Linked DNA regions of Rattus norvegicus: region 2 is linked to region 1. Evidence: chromatin contacts called from public Hi-C data. All regions are on one chromosome and are shown on one strand. The core of a region is the stretch at or near the end of the contact, and the rest is flanking DNA. Distances in the headings are between cores, read along the strand shown. Region 1 has its middle 38 kb from the start of Sall1. Region 2 has its middle 170 kb from the start of Cyld.

Region 1 (7,081 bases), core at 851-3,350:
GCCTCTCAGTTTTGGTCTTCACAGTTTGCGCAGTTAGAATTGTCACTTGAAGGCACTCAAGAGAGCTGTGGGGAGGGAACAGCCATGGTGAAGACTTGGGAGCAGTCTTCTGCCGAACCCAGAGGGCCACCTGCCTCCCTCTGGTGAGTTTCCCTGGAGTCTGTACATCGGGGGCTGATGATCTCCAACAAGTCCTCCAGGCCCTATCCGGAGACTCCAACTCAGTTCTGGATTCTCAGGGGACTTCTAGTGTGACTCAGAAGTTGCCAGTCTGTGTTTACTTTCCTCAGTAAACAATGAGGGAATCCACTGTCCTTTTGGAAGTCTAGGGGCCAGCAAGAGTTTGAGCTTTATCCACGCTTGTTCCTCCACAGGAAGCTGCCTTGAACCAGGATGAAGCTAAGCTCAGCCACGGACAGCATCTAAATGTCCTCTTAACCCCAGGGACTCAGTCTTCACCTGGGAGGCAGGACTCAGTTTCCTTCTAATCTTTATCAAAAGTACATTAGACACGAGCTCTCTAGTGCAGTCCAGAACTGAGCTGTGGATCCAGCTTGGTTTGCAAAGCAAGTAAGGAGGTCAGGAATGTCTGTGTGGCAGAGGAGGCTGGATGCTCTTCTGCCACAGTAAAGACCATTTGCTGCTTAGCCAGCATGGGATCCTTCCCAGGCACACCTGCTCAGAGCTTTCTGACTTTCTGGGACTGAGGAGAATGAAGTTGGAGAACCCACTGGACTACAGATGGGATTGCTGAGGCCGGAGAATCCAACGACAAGGAACCGGCAGGCCTGTGGGACTTGTTTGGGAACGAGGAAGTTGGCCTCATGCATTTGCAATGCACAAAAGCTGAAGTGCTTCTGATGAGCCAGATGTTCAGGATTCTCTTCAGAAGAGCACCATCGTGCCCACACCATCACTCAGGACCTCGAAGGAAGACACATCTGGATGCTGATACATTTAGTACATGGACTTGACAAATGCACTTTTTTTTTATCTTTATTAACTTGAATATTTCTTATTTACATTTCGATTGTTATTCCCCTTCCCGGTTTCCGGGCCAACATTCCCCTAACCCTTCCCCCTCCCCTTCTATATGAGTGTTCCCCTCCCCATCCCCCCCCCAAATGCATTTTTAAAAAGTCCTTCCTAAGGGCTGAGAGATAGCTCTGTGGTTAAAAGCACAGGCTGCTCCTCTAGAGGACCCAGGTTCAGTTCCCAGCACCCACATGGTAACTCACAACTGTCTACAGCTCCAATTCTAGGGGACCTGACGCACAGACATACAGGCTAAACACCAAAGTAAATAAAATAAAAATAGGAATAATAAAAAGTCCTTCCTTTGACCTAACCTTTTTCTGGTGGTATTTTTGCTTTGTTAAAATTCCTTGGCCATTCACTTACACTTAATCTAAGGCTAGCCCAAGTCATCTCAAAGGGAAGTGGCTATAGCTTACCACAGTTAGACTAACTTCTCAAGAAGGTACTTTATGGACGAGTCTGGGCCTGAGTTTTGTCCTTGTCTCTGAATGAAGAATGTCAATGTCTCCTTTTTTCCTTTCTGCAGTGACTGGGGCTTCCTTCCATGGCTGAGCCACCTTGGTGGTATGTGTCCCCTCCTGTAAACAGCTGGGCCCTCCTTGGCAGCTGCTGCCGATTAGTAAATTACAAGGTCAAGATTAAAAAAGGGATGACTGAAGAATAAAACCTTTAGTCAGGCAATTTGAAGTCAGGCTAGTACAATGAACACCTGTTGAGAAAGCCCATTATTAGGAACTGAGGCTCTGGGCAGAAAGAGCACTGTGAATTAATTTTGATGGCCTCCCAGAATTTTGCATAACAAATGATCTCCGACGGGGGTGTCCAGGGGCTTGAGCTTGGGGGAGGGGGAGCAGATTTCATTTCTAGCAAGGTAATGTAAGCCTGGCTAGGACATTAAAATCTACCATTGATGGCCCTTGTCTGTAGCCCTCTGTTTGAAACAGATTGTACGTGCTAAGGTTACCGTGTATTATGATTGTGCGTGCTAAGGTTACTGTGTATTATGCTTCTGGGGAAAAAAGAGTAACAATTGATATCAAAATCTTTCCAAAGAAGTTGAGAAAGCATGAGGTCAGAGACTCGTGACTCCCGGTTTGTTAAATCATTTATTTATGTCTGTGTCTGTGTAAATGGAGATTGGGGGATATGTTTTGTGTTTTAAGCAGCCTCTGTTTTATTTTTCAAACACACACACACACACACACACACACACACACACACACACACACGCACACCCCTAATACTTTTTTGTAAGACAAGAAGAGTGTAATAAGTTTGTTAAAATTGGATTCGCTTGCCGTTAGATGACCTTTGTACTTTGTAATGTCATCAGGACTGAGAAATAAAGGTTAGGCGTCACCAGTGCCGAGGTGCTGGGGAGTTGAGTGTGGGGGTGGGGTGCTGGGTGCACTGAATATTAAGCAGTTTCATTCTTTCCTGAAAAGAAAGAGACTTCAACTAAAAGACATGGCATCCCTACCTGTCTGCCAGCCCCCCTCCCTGCGCCCCCCGATTAAATCTAAAAGCAGGCATCCCATCTGTTTGCCCAAATGAAAAGTGTAATATTCCTCTAACTACTTTTCTATTATCGCTCAACTTAAAGGTTTCTCGGGAAAATGATCCTCGGTTCATTTGAAGTTTGTCTGCCACACAAAAGGAAGCTGGGGGAAAGCTTCCTGCTGTTCAGCTGATGTACAGCGTTCCAGCTGGCTCTGAGCTGTGTTCTCAACACCTGACAGTTAATATCACAGGAATGCTCATGGCGGCAGACACCCGTTTGCTGAGAGTCAGAAAACCTAGAAATACCCCCAAGTAGAAGGGACAACTAAGAATATATGCAAAATTAAATTAAAACCGCTGTAAGTTTCTATCTCATCTCAGTTCCAATGGCTATCCTCATAAAAAACAACAAGAACAACAACAAAAGCTTTTGGGGGAAAATGGGGTGGGGGAGAGAGCCTTATACACTACTGGTGCCATTGTGAATTGGTACAGCCACTGTAGAATTCAGTACAAAGGCTCCTTAAAAAAAAAAAAACAACAACAACAAAACACACACACACACACACACACACACACACACACACACACACACACACACAGGAGAGGAACTGTTGGATGACTCAGCTGGTCCACACCCAGAGACAAACCTGAAGGAATCTGAGGGACTGTTCCACTGAGGTATGCGTACATTCTTGCTTGGTGCTACTTTATTCTCAACAGCCGAGATATGGAGTCAGCCTAGGTAACCATCCACAGATGAAGGGACAAAGAGAATGTGATGGACACGTTGGACCCCCCCCCCCCAGTCATAAAGAACAAAACTATGCCATCTGCAAGAAAGTGGATGGACCTGGAGGTCACTGTGTTAAGGGAAGAAAGCCAGACTCACGGGCTGGGATTATCCACTTCCTCTCATATTCAGAAACTAGATTTAAACAGGAGACAGAAAGTAGGAAGAGGACCACTGTGGTTTGGGAAGAGTAAGAGGGCCACTGTGAGATGGACGCAAAGTGCGCGATATATGCGTGTGAAATGTCACAGTGAGACCCAGCCTCTTGTGTGGCGAATGGACACCAATAAAAAGCAAGGCATCTGGAGAGGCTGTGAGCAAAGTCTCGGTATTTTCTTCTGTGAGTGGGGATGTTGAAAGTCACTGTGTTAGGTTCTACGATGGTATTTTCCCCACTAACATCACTTTACTGAATGAGTCATCTTTTTCACCAAACGTGTTGCCTCTAAAATGTGTGCATCTCTCTCTCCCTCTCTCCCTCTCTCTCACAGACACAGACACAGACACACAGACACACACACACACACACACACACACACACACACACACACACACACACACACACGCTCCTCACCCCATACTTCCAAGCCCCCAAGGGGGCAAAAGTTTAAATTTGGGTTTCGGGGTCGGGGATTTGGCTCAGTGGTAGAGCGCTTGCCTAGGAAGCGCAAGGCCCTGGGTTCGGTCCCCAGCTCCGAAAAAAAGAACCAAAAAATAAATAAATAAATAAATAAAAATAAAGTTGGGTTGTTCCTCACACTTTCCTTTGTTTTTACATAATCGAAACGAGGGGGTAACCTAGCCCCCCCTAGCCGAGGGCAAAGCTACCCAGCTTGCTTGCAAATGCTGTCCCGGTCAGCACCTGCTTCGGAAAAAAAATAATTCCAATTTTGGTACTATTCGTAAAGTCTTTGGGGGTTCCTTAGCGATATTAGGTAATTGAATATAGCTTTCTCTCGTTGATAAAATATATCTCACACATGCAACTTCCCCCCTGAAGTCCCAACTCCCTCAGCGCCCAAGTCAATTCTATGACAAAGTTAATCTGGAGCGTGACTTATGGAGTCCCAGTGGGAGGTCACTGGGGCCGGTAAATATGTAAACAGGGCTTTTTCAGTTTCCGTTTCGCATGAATACAAAATAAACTGCGGCCCTCTGCACGCTGGAAAGTTCTTCCTTAAAGTTAATAAAATCTGTCAACTTCCATAAAGGCAGAGAGGAAGGGGGTCCACAGGTGCAGCCGCTCGGCCGAGGCTGGGGAAGTCGGGGCAGTTAATACAAAGCCCTGGGCACCGCGCGCCTCTTCCCATCAATTCTCATCAACCGTTATTAGTCATCTGCCGCCTCGGAGGTGCGTCCGCGCTCGCCCCGCAGAAGCGACAATGACATTTGGCCGCACTGCAGGTGCGGCTGTGTGTGGCCGCGGCCGAGTGGGGCCGCCTTTGTGGCGTTCCGGTCCTTTGATCTGGGCACAAAGGGCGGCGGAGCTGCAGCCCCCAGCTTTCTGCTCGCAGCTCCGCCCGCGAGGGAGGGGACGAGCCAGGAGGAGTGGCAGGCTGAGTGAAGGGGCCTCGGGAGGGGGGAATCCATAATATTTATTTCAACAATAGCTTCAAATCTTTTTAAACATCATAAGAACACGGCTCATTAAGCCCACAACAGCCTTGAAATTGTGTTATAAAACCGCAAAACAGAAATCAATACATTTGCTAGAAAGGAGGTAATGAAATATATTGAGTTGCCTGAGAAGTGGTTTGTATGAATCATAATATTATTATGTGCGCATCAATTCCATTCCAATACTTAAAGTTAACCAGCTAGCGAAGAGCACCCTGAATCCTCGTTAAACAAACTCTCTCTGTTACTCCCCAGGCCGGCGCATCCTGTAATAACCGAGGGAGGGGGCCGGATCAATGCTGCCCACCCTGGGCTTCAGCTGCCAGCTCTATTGCTTCCTGGCCTGATCAATACTGGCTCACAAAGGCTGGGGGAAAGCCGGGGGCAGGCCCGGAGCTGGAGGCTGGAGCTTCCATCCAGAGCAACTCTGTGACGGGTACTCTAGCCAGCTGCTCAGCCCCTCCCAACCCAGGCTGGTCAGGAACTCTTGGTGGCTAGGCTTCCTCTACCCTAGTCGGTGTGACATTTCCAGTAGCCCCAGCACCTGACACTCACCTAGTGAAAAGGGTGACCTCCAATTTTCTTTCCTCTTTACTTTCCTTCTGCAAGTAGACACTGGTTTCTTCCCTACTGGGGGTGGGGTGGGGGGTGGGGGGCGAGTTGAAACAATGTATTTTCTCCTGATGATTTCTCACTGAGTAGGGCCAGATTCTGCATTGTGTATATAGGTAACTGAAAACTATGGAAGGTAACGTGGTTTGAGAGTTTATCGGATCTAAAGATTATGCGAGTTGGGAAGGAGGCTCTCTGAAAGAAAAACTATTTGGCTTTTCCAAACTTAAAAGGAAGGAAAGATCTTGGGTAGGGCTCATGCCCACGAAAATGTGCTGTGTCCATAAAGTGACCAGTGTCACATATGGGCTGTGTCTATAAAGTGCTCCAGAACTGCACAGTTTCTTTCTGCTGCCACAGTCAGGCCACAGGTGGAAAGCCAAGGGTAGACAGAGAGGAACTCTACCTTATGTCCTCAGAGAACCCCCTGGGGTTGACAGACCAACTCTGCAAAGATTAACACTTCCTGATCTTCCTACTTCACCGATTGGTCTCTGCATGTCCCAGCCATTTCTTTCTTTCTTTCCCCCCCCCCGCCCCCCGCCCCCCGCCCCCCGCCGGAGCTGGGGACCGAACCCAGGGCCTTGTGCTTGCTAGGCAAGCACTCTACCACTGAGCTAAATCCCCAACCCCGTCCCAGCCATTTCTGGGGCCACACAAAGAATGCTGGGATAGACAGCCTGGCAACTTTTAGGAATGGGAGCGGCTTGTAGCTTCTTGTATATAGATCGTTTTTCATTTCTGTGGCCTTTGGCTGTCCGTTGGGTGACATTCCCACAGGAGGAATTCCTAGGTCCCAGACCTCCATCCCAGGAGCCCTCCCCAAGATCGTTCCTTCCTTTTAGGGAGACACACACACACACACATACACACACACACACACACACACACACACACACACACGTGCACATACACACAGAGACAAACCCTCATCCATGCACAGATACACACACCTAGCCAGCCCGAATTCTGAGCCAGATTAGTGCCTCAGCAAACACAGCAAAATATAGCTAGAAGGTTCCAAACAGTGCTTCCCTGCCTCTCCAAAGGACATTCGGTTATGTGTGGGGATATTGATTGGCATCACAGGGGAACAATTGGTTTCTGGAGCCCCCTCCAACAGAAAGGCAACCCTTAAATGACAAAGGTGTTGAGAGCGGGGAGTATGGGCTAGGGCTCTTCTCCACTGGTTCTTTTCCACAGTTCAAAATATCATGGTTACTGTTTCTCCCCAGTGGCTTTGGCATTCTCTCCAGAGAAGAGGTAGGTGAATGCCGAGACTGCTCCGCTTGCTCTCCTGGGTGGAGAGCTTTTTTTTACTCTGGCCTCTACCTAACCATCCACAACCATTTCCTCTACGTGGAGCTGGGGCTCCAGCCTTGGGTCCTTGAACCAGAGACAGTTGCGTTGCGCACACTCTCTTCCAGATTCTGCCTCTTTAGAATGTCATTCTAACATGACTCTTAGTGCCTAGCTTCCTTGGGGCTGACTGTCCCCACTGCGGCATGGCTGGAGGAGTAG
Region 2 (7,198 bases), core at 1,452-3,951, 150 kb before region 1:
TTGAGTGTTACATTTTCACAACATTGAACAAGATGACAGAAACACTTGTTTGCTCATCCAGCCGTTTGGACGGCCTCTTGTTTTGACGATAGGAATGGAAAATGGCGTACCTTGATGTTTTCAGCCTCTTTTGAAGTGTGGTCATATGGGGCTGGAGAGATGGCTCAGCGGTTAAGAGCACCCGACTGCTCTTCCAGGGGTCATGAGTTCAATTCCCAGCAACCACATGGTGGCTCACAACCATCTGTAAAGAGATCCGATGCCCTCTTCTGGTGTATCTGAAGACAGCTACGGTGTACTTATATATAATAAATGAAGTGTGGTCATATGGCGTACCTAGGCTCCATTAATAATGCATATTCCATCGATAAGTCATAAAAGATATATTCTACCCATAAGTCAGCAGGCATTGGGTCACCTTTGAATCTCCCGTTCTTCCCTGAATCCTCTAAGACAGTCAGGGAGCTGGATGAGTTGATTGGCTGGGCCTGAGATATGTGACTGTGTTCTCTGGAAGTGGGTAGGTTCTGCCATACCCAACCCTCTTGGACTGAGAGCAGCGAGGGAGAGAGTGGCTCAGCAAAGAGAAATGTGGGTGCTTCTCCAGTCCATAAAATGGAGCGGGCAATCAACATCTATCAGACACAGACATTTATGGTGTTGGATGTGAAAGATTCTGGGGACTTGGGGACTGATCTGATGATAGAACTTTAATTAACAGCTGGAAGATGTTTCCATCCTCAGGACTCTCCACACACAGAGCAGACTCTAGCTTGTTGGGAACAAGATGGCCCCATCTTCTTCTTCATCATTTCAGTCACTCAGAGTATCAGGAAGCTGGCATTCCTGTCTCTGACCCTTCTTCATATATGATCTAGAACAGCCTTTTCCCCCTCTGGGCCTTGACTTCCCATTCTGTAAAATTGATAGCTGGTGTGGCCAACTTAGTACCTAGAGTCCTCCCAGCTCGTACATTCTTACAAACACCCAGCCTGGGTCCTCTCTGCCCAGACAGGGAAACTCAATGAACACCATGGTTAGTGCTGGGAATTCTTGCTAATCCTTGCTTGATTTTTGTAGCATAATTCAATTTGGCAATTCAATTCAACAAACATTTATTGAATGCTTATCAGAGTGAGGCTAAACCCAGCATTTGGAGAATTTGCTTTTATGTTTATAAAAAGTCCATTTCCTGCTAACATCCTGTGTGAGCTAGCTGTGTAGGTGGGAAGGGAAGCAGGGAAAACAGAGTCCGTTTGACAGATGAAGATACTCACGGCTCTCCATGCAATGTCACGCCCTCTCCTCCCAACTTCCAAGCAGGGGTTATTTGATTAGTACCCACTCTTCTCGTTTGGTGCTTTCTCCTACCAGGGAAGGTTAGAGATGTTTGGCACCTGAAGTAGCACTTGGCACAAAACATGTCCTCAACGAATGTTTGTTAAATGAATATATGAGCTAAAGGAGGAAGAGAGGGAGAATGAAGAGGCAGTTGAAAGATCCGTTTCCATCCAGTGCTCTGCAGGACCTTGGCTCAGATCTTTCTTTCCTGGGATCAATTTCCTCTTCTTGAAGTGGAGGGATAGTTGATTTCCAAGCAGGCTTTGCACCACAATCATGTCTGGTTCCAGAAAACATGGCTGCCCTCGTGACAGCCTCAATGCTCTCATTTGGAAATGCTGAGGATAAGAGCCAATGGTATGTACCTTAGAAGGTTCTCAAGGGATTTGGCTACAGCGAAATGTTGGGACTTCTATGCAAATAAATCATGGTTTCCAAATGATGCTCAAACCAAATTCACTGGAGTACTTCTCCTACCCAAGCCCCCATCCGCCAAGCCAGCCTCAGCACCACGGAGATGGGGCCAACCTGATTTTCCCCCTGAAGCTCCCTTTGCTCCATTCTGCTCCGGCAAACACCAGGTAATTTGCGTCAGCATTGATTATCATCTCCAGCCTTGTCCTCATCTTGGCTTTTGGGAGACAAGCCTCTGAATTGCACCTTTGGATTATAGCACTCCCATGCTGTGCAAATGACATAGGAGGCGTACCCACACCAGTCGGGCCCTGCCACCTTTGCAGGGAGCCACACACTAATCAGTGCATGTTGGAGCCTAGCTATTTCCTCAGCTGGAAAGAGACAATGGGCTCCCTGACTGGTGGGAAGCACAGCCTCACAAAGGGCAGTGTCTGCCAAACTCCAAGTCTTCTACTCAAGACGAACCAGCAGCTCTGGGGGCAGATGCCCCATCTGTAAGCAGCAGCTGCCCTTTAGAGGCAGAGAACCTCAAGCCCTGCTTCTGGGAAGGCGTGCATGCTCTAAAATGGGGTCCCCCACATTACCTGTCTCTAGTTTCGATGACGTGATACAGTTGAGAGCAAAGGATAGAAATAGGGAAATGCAACTGAGCAGTCTACACATACCTCAGTCTTCCTCCCAGAGGAAGGGTGTGCCTGCATTGGCCTTAGCCCAGTGGGACTGATGGATGGCATCCTTACTCCTAAACACTTGTCATTTTCAAACCAGGGACATTTGCAACTCCAAGGACATAGGGCAGGTCCTGAAAACATTTTTGGTTTCCCCTGCTCCTATCAGGTCATATTCAAAAAACGTCACTGAGAACTTGTTTAGTTACTAAGGTCCCTTGCCACAAGTGGGACTGCCAGCTGTGAGTCCTTCCTTTCAGGGGCCATGCTTCCAAGGCACACTGCATTCACCATCCACCCAGCTAGCACCCAGGTACTCAAGGACAATTGACTTTGGATTGAGTGGGAAGCAAGCATTCTCAGAACTCAGATGAAAAAAACATAAAGTAGTTAATATTAAATAAAGGGATTGGGCAACTCTTCTTCCCCCTTTCTGTTTTATGCTTCCTGCTATGGCCTTGGTCGGGGCCTGTTTTGCTTGTGATTAATGAGTGACTCACCTTGGGCTGCTTTCTGCTTATTTCATACACATTATGAATTTGAAGAGGTCACGTTAGACTTGGCACCTGAAGGGAGTACTCGGGAGTCTGGAAAGAACATGCCAATGGCATAGGAGCCATCTTGAGCAGTGGGTGTTAGGAGAGTGTCTGTCCACATAGCATGGTTACCATACATGATCTGCAGATTCAAACCCCGCCCCCCCAAGTACCTTGACTAACTGAGCATCCTCTAGTTACTCACAGACTGAGAGGCATGAACAGTCACCCCTCAGTAAGCGTGCATAACCAGTTACCTTCCAGTTGGAGCTCCTTGTCTTTCCACTTGTGGCCTCAGTTTGCCTGGTTAATGGCCTTTCTCTAAGGTCTTCTTGTGTTCCACAGTTCCAGCATTGAGAATAAGAGGACAAATGATGACAGTTTTGGGGTGTCTATGGAGCTGGTATTTCTTTCCATTGCTGTGGTCTCTTATTCTGTCACCCAGAAGGATCCTCACTCATTTTCTGGGCTCCGGATTCTCATCAGGGGGAGAACTGATGGGCCCGAGAGGCTGAGTCTTGTAAAAGGAATTACATATTCTATCTAGCTTGTGTAAAACACACACCGTTCTGGTGTCTTACTCACAAGCTGTAAGTCTAGATTGGTAGATTTTGGACCTTTTCTAACTTACATCCCTGTCACATGTCCCTTGTTACTTGTTGTTTCCACTGGCCATATGCTCACAGCCCATCTCCTGTCATGCCCTATTCTCCGTTCTCTCCTGAGACCCACTGGATCCCCAAGTCCTACCTCTCTCTCTCTCTACTGCCCAATCACAGGTGTTAGCCATCTATTGACCAACTAACTTGGGGAACAAGGTTGGCATAACCAAAGCTGGTGTGGTGAGAATTTGCTCTCCTTGGGGCAACCAGATCTTGGGGTACAGAATTTAGCGTTTGAATACATAACAGTACCAGACCAAGCCCAACAGAGTCTGGTCAAGTATTTTGCATGTGGCTCACGGTTGAAGGTAGAGTTGGCTGAAGCAGTCTTCTTCAGGTTACTTCACAGCCTAGAAGCTGGATGTACAAATACCCCAGCAGTCACCCACACTGGGAACCTTTTTGGCTTAGCATTTCTGTACCCTCCAAAGACTGCCAACCTGTAGTACTAGGGAGAGCTGTGGAGGAGAGACACTCCCTACAGGGAGGGAAGGATAGCGCCGTTTCCACTAGAACAGAGATTTGAGTTCCTGAAAGAAAGTCTCCTGACTCCCTGGGTCCCTTTCTGGCAATCATGTCCCTCTTGTCTGTGATCTCTGACCCAACAGACTACAGAGACAATTAGCAGAATGCGGACATTTCCCCTGCCTCCTGCCAAGCTACTCTGAAGTAGACATATCCAGCAGATCTGACAAAACACAAGTTAAGGTTGGGTAGCCATCTCTCCTCTACAAAGGGCCCTTCTGGCTGTCATCCTTAGGACAGAGGTATAGCAAGGGTCTGTGAGGGGCCTTAGAGAAGCCCACAAGTAGCACCAGAGCCTGCCATTCCGTTCCAGATATAGGAGTGTTGGATTTCATACTCACTTCAGGCAAATGTGCTCTTCTTGCTACTGAGGTTTTGGGAAACAGGAAGACTCCATCTTCTCAGTGCCGGAGGCATGGAGCTCTGGTGTGAGCAGAGCCTGGAGAGAGGTGTGGGCAGCTCCACGCCAGTGTTTGCCTGTGTGTGTGAAGAGTCCCACCATCCTGAACTAGGAGGTGGCCACAAGGTGGCTTGTGTCCCGAGGCTCTGACCGATAACCCCACCAAACACATTCTTGTCTCCCAAATCTCCCGCAGACTCTCTCCAGTTGTTGAGACTGTAGGGCTCCGGGAGGGGTGGCCCTTCACTAGGAAAGGATTCTCCAGCATCTCATGAGTGTTGTCCATGGTGCCAGGCTGATGCCTGTATGTTCTGTGTTGTTTTCTAAGGCTGCCATAGCCAGGTGAGCCATCTGACTGGCCTCAACAACAGGTCTGTTCTCTGGAATGCAGGCTGGCGTCTAACCTCCTGCACAGACCTGTTTCCTTCTCTCTTCCCCAATCCAGGTAGACGCTAGCTTCCTTGCTTCTTGCCTCACAACTACTGTTTCTGGTTCTGTCACCGCATGGCTTCTGCCTTTTCATTGGTCACCTTTTTCCTCTCAGGGCAGCCCCACTCTAGATTTAGGGCTTAGCCCAATTCAACGTGCTCCATTCCTTTGGGGGATAGCCTGTTATTTATATATTTATGAGCATGCATTTGTAATCCCCAGATCAGTACACACTGTCATTCGTAGGTGTACAAAGAACAGCGAGAGCCCTGAGTTGCCCAATGTGTGTGTTCCTAACTGAGTTAAGGGAGGTGGTGCTTCCTCTCCCTGCTCCAGGACTGGCCCACAGGGTCCTTAGCAGCTCAATGAGTGCCTCGAGGTTATGCTTTTTTCCTCTGGATGATGTTTGGGTTGTGCATAATGGCCCCTGGGTGCAGAGCTGAAGTGCCATCCAATGTTCACAACGGTATGACTGCTGCGCATTATGGAGAAAAACCACAAAAGAATCAGGGTGCCCAGGGCTTGAGTTCCAGTACTCTTCAAAGGGGCATTAATTTCTATACTATAGGCCTATTGATACCTGCTTCGCAGGGCTGTATGGCGATTAAATAAGTAAATATGGGGACATCATGATGAGTTTGTAATGAAAGCTAAAGCAGTAGCCACACATTCTTTCATGAACATTTTTTATTTACATGCATGTATATGTGTGCATATGGGCATACGTGTGCATGTGAGTGTAGAACCTGAGGACACCAGAAAAGGGTGTTGTCTCCCCTGGAGCTGGAGCAGATGATTGTGAGTCACCCACTATGGGTGTCCAGTTTCCTTCAAGAGCAGCAAGCTTTCTCAACTGCTGAGCCATCTCTCCAGCCTTATGCAGAATGTTAAAGTTTGAAATGTGAAGTGTCTCCCACGGGCTCCTGTGTTTGGTCCCTGGATGGTGGTACTGCTTCTGGAGACTGTAGGACGTTTGAGTCTGTGGTCTAGCCAGCTTCTGCTAGAAGCTCCGGGGATAGGCCTTGAGGAGGACATTCTTGCTTTATTAAGACGTGAAGAAACCAGCTCAGAAACATCCACCACACATGGAGCTCCTCCAGCTGCCCTTCCCACCGAACTGGATGGATACTCCTGAAACTGAGAGTCCAAACTCCCTTTCTCGAGTGGCTTCCACCAGGCCTTCTGTCATGGCAAAGAGATCAGTAGCCAAGCACAGACTTTCTCCTCGAATTGCTGTGTGTCTCCAAATGCACTTTCATTTTCATTCCTTAGGTGGTTTTTCTCAGAATATTGTGAGACATGGGCTGCTAGAGAGATAGTTCAGTGCTTAGGGACACTTGTTGCTTTTGCAGAGGACCTGGGTTCCGTTCCCAGCACCCACATTGCTGGGAACAGTGTATTTGGAACTATGGTGTCAGGGCATGTAATGCTCTCTCCTGAAGTCTGTAGGTGACAGGTATGCATGTGACACTCGTAAATATATGCAGGCAAAGCACTCCCACAATATGATGATGATGATGATGATGATGATGATGATGATGATAAAATCTGAAATAAATAATCCTAAGAGATAGGAAGGATGACACTTAAACACCCAAACACTGCCTTCTCCCCAGATTTCAATTTTCTGAATTTGCTTCCTAAAATTAAAAATAATTTTTCAAAAGTCCTCTTTAGAGGAATCAGGGGAGATCGTAACTAATTCAGAATCATCATCCTTTCCTGCCAAGACACCCTAGATTCCCTCTTTCTACCTAATTCTAGTAAGAATTCATTTTGTATTGGAGGTAATTAGACCCTTAGAGATGAATCAGGGTTAAATCGAGAGTCCTTAATGGCAGCAGTGAGGGGCAGCTGACAGTGAAAAGAGAAGGCAGGTAACACTCCAGGAAGTAGACAGAGTGCTACAGGGTCACCGTGGGTCCCTTCTTTGAAGGATGTCTGCCGGCACACTGGTCTGTAAACACAAAGATTTCACTACATGGTCATTTTGTAATGATTTTTGGGAAGAGTTGAAACATTCAGGCCAACTCGCTTGGCTTGGACCCACTCTACACTAGGTCTGTGAACTCAGCCCCACCAGCACCTAAGACTCTCCTTGCGTGTGATGGCATCTGTGATGCAGAACTGAGGGGACAGAGGTAACTGTGCATACAAAGCTCTATCACAATGCCCGGCTCTAGGACTTTACAGTGCTATGGCATAGTTTCCAAAGCAGTT

The links. A called contact is a pair of places that touch in the nucleus more often than the background predicts.
Region 2: a contact with region 1 is called in a Hi-C map of liver, with 4 times the contacts expected there. The contact joins two enhancer-like sites. A contact is called at or near these places in 2 of 12 Hi-C or Micro-C datasets (both in liver).

Annotation. Positions count from the first base shown.
Region 1 is chr19:34,215,775-34,222,855 of GRCr8, reverse strand. No RefSeq gene overlaps it. Among named protein-coding and RNA genes, the nearest start is that of Sall1, 38 kb to the right of the region's middle. Within about 2 kb of position 2,100, at least 3 of the 93 cell types and tissues checked have an H3K27ac peak or open chromatin away from gene starts, as enhancers often do. A contact at or near this core is called in liver, where this site is marked.
Region 2 is chr19:34,368,889-34,376,086 of GRCr8, reverse strand. No RefSeq gene overlaps it. Among named protein-coding and RNA genes, the nearest start is that of Cyld, 170 kb to the left of the region's middle. Within about 2 kb of position 2,701, at least 5 of the 93 cell types and tissues checked have an H3K27ac peak or open chromatin away from gene starts, as enhancers often do. A contact at or near this core is called in liver, where this site is marked.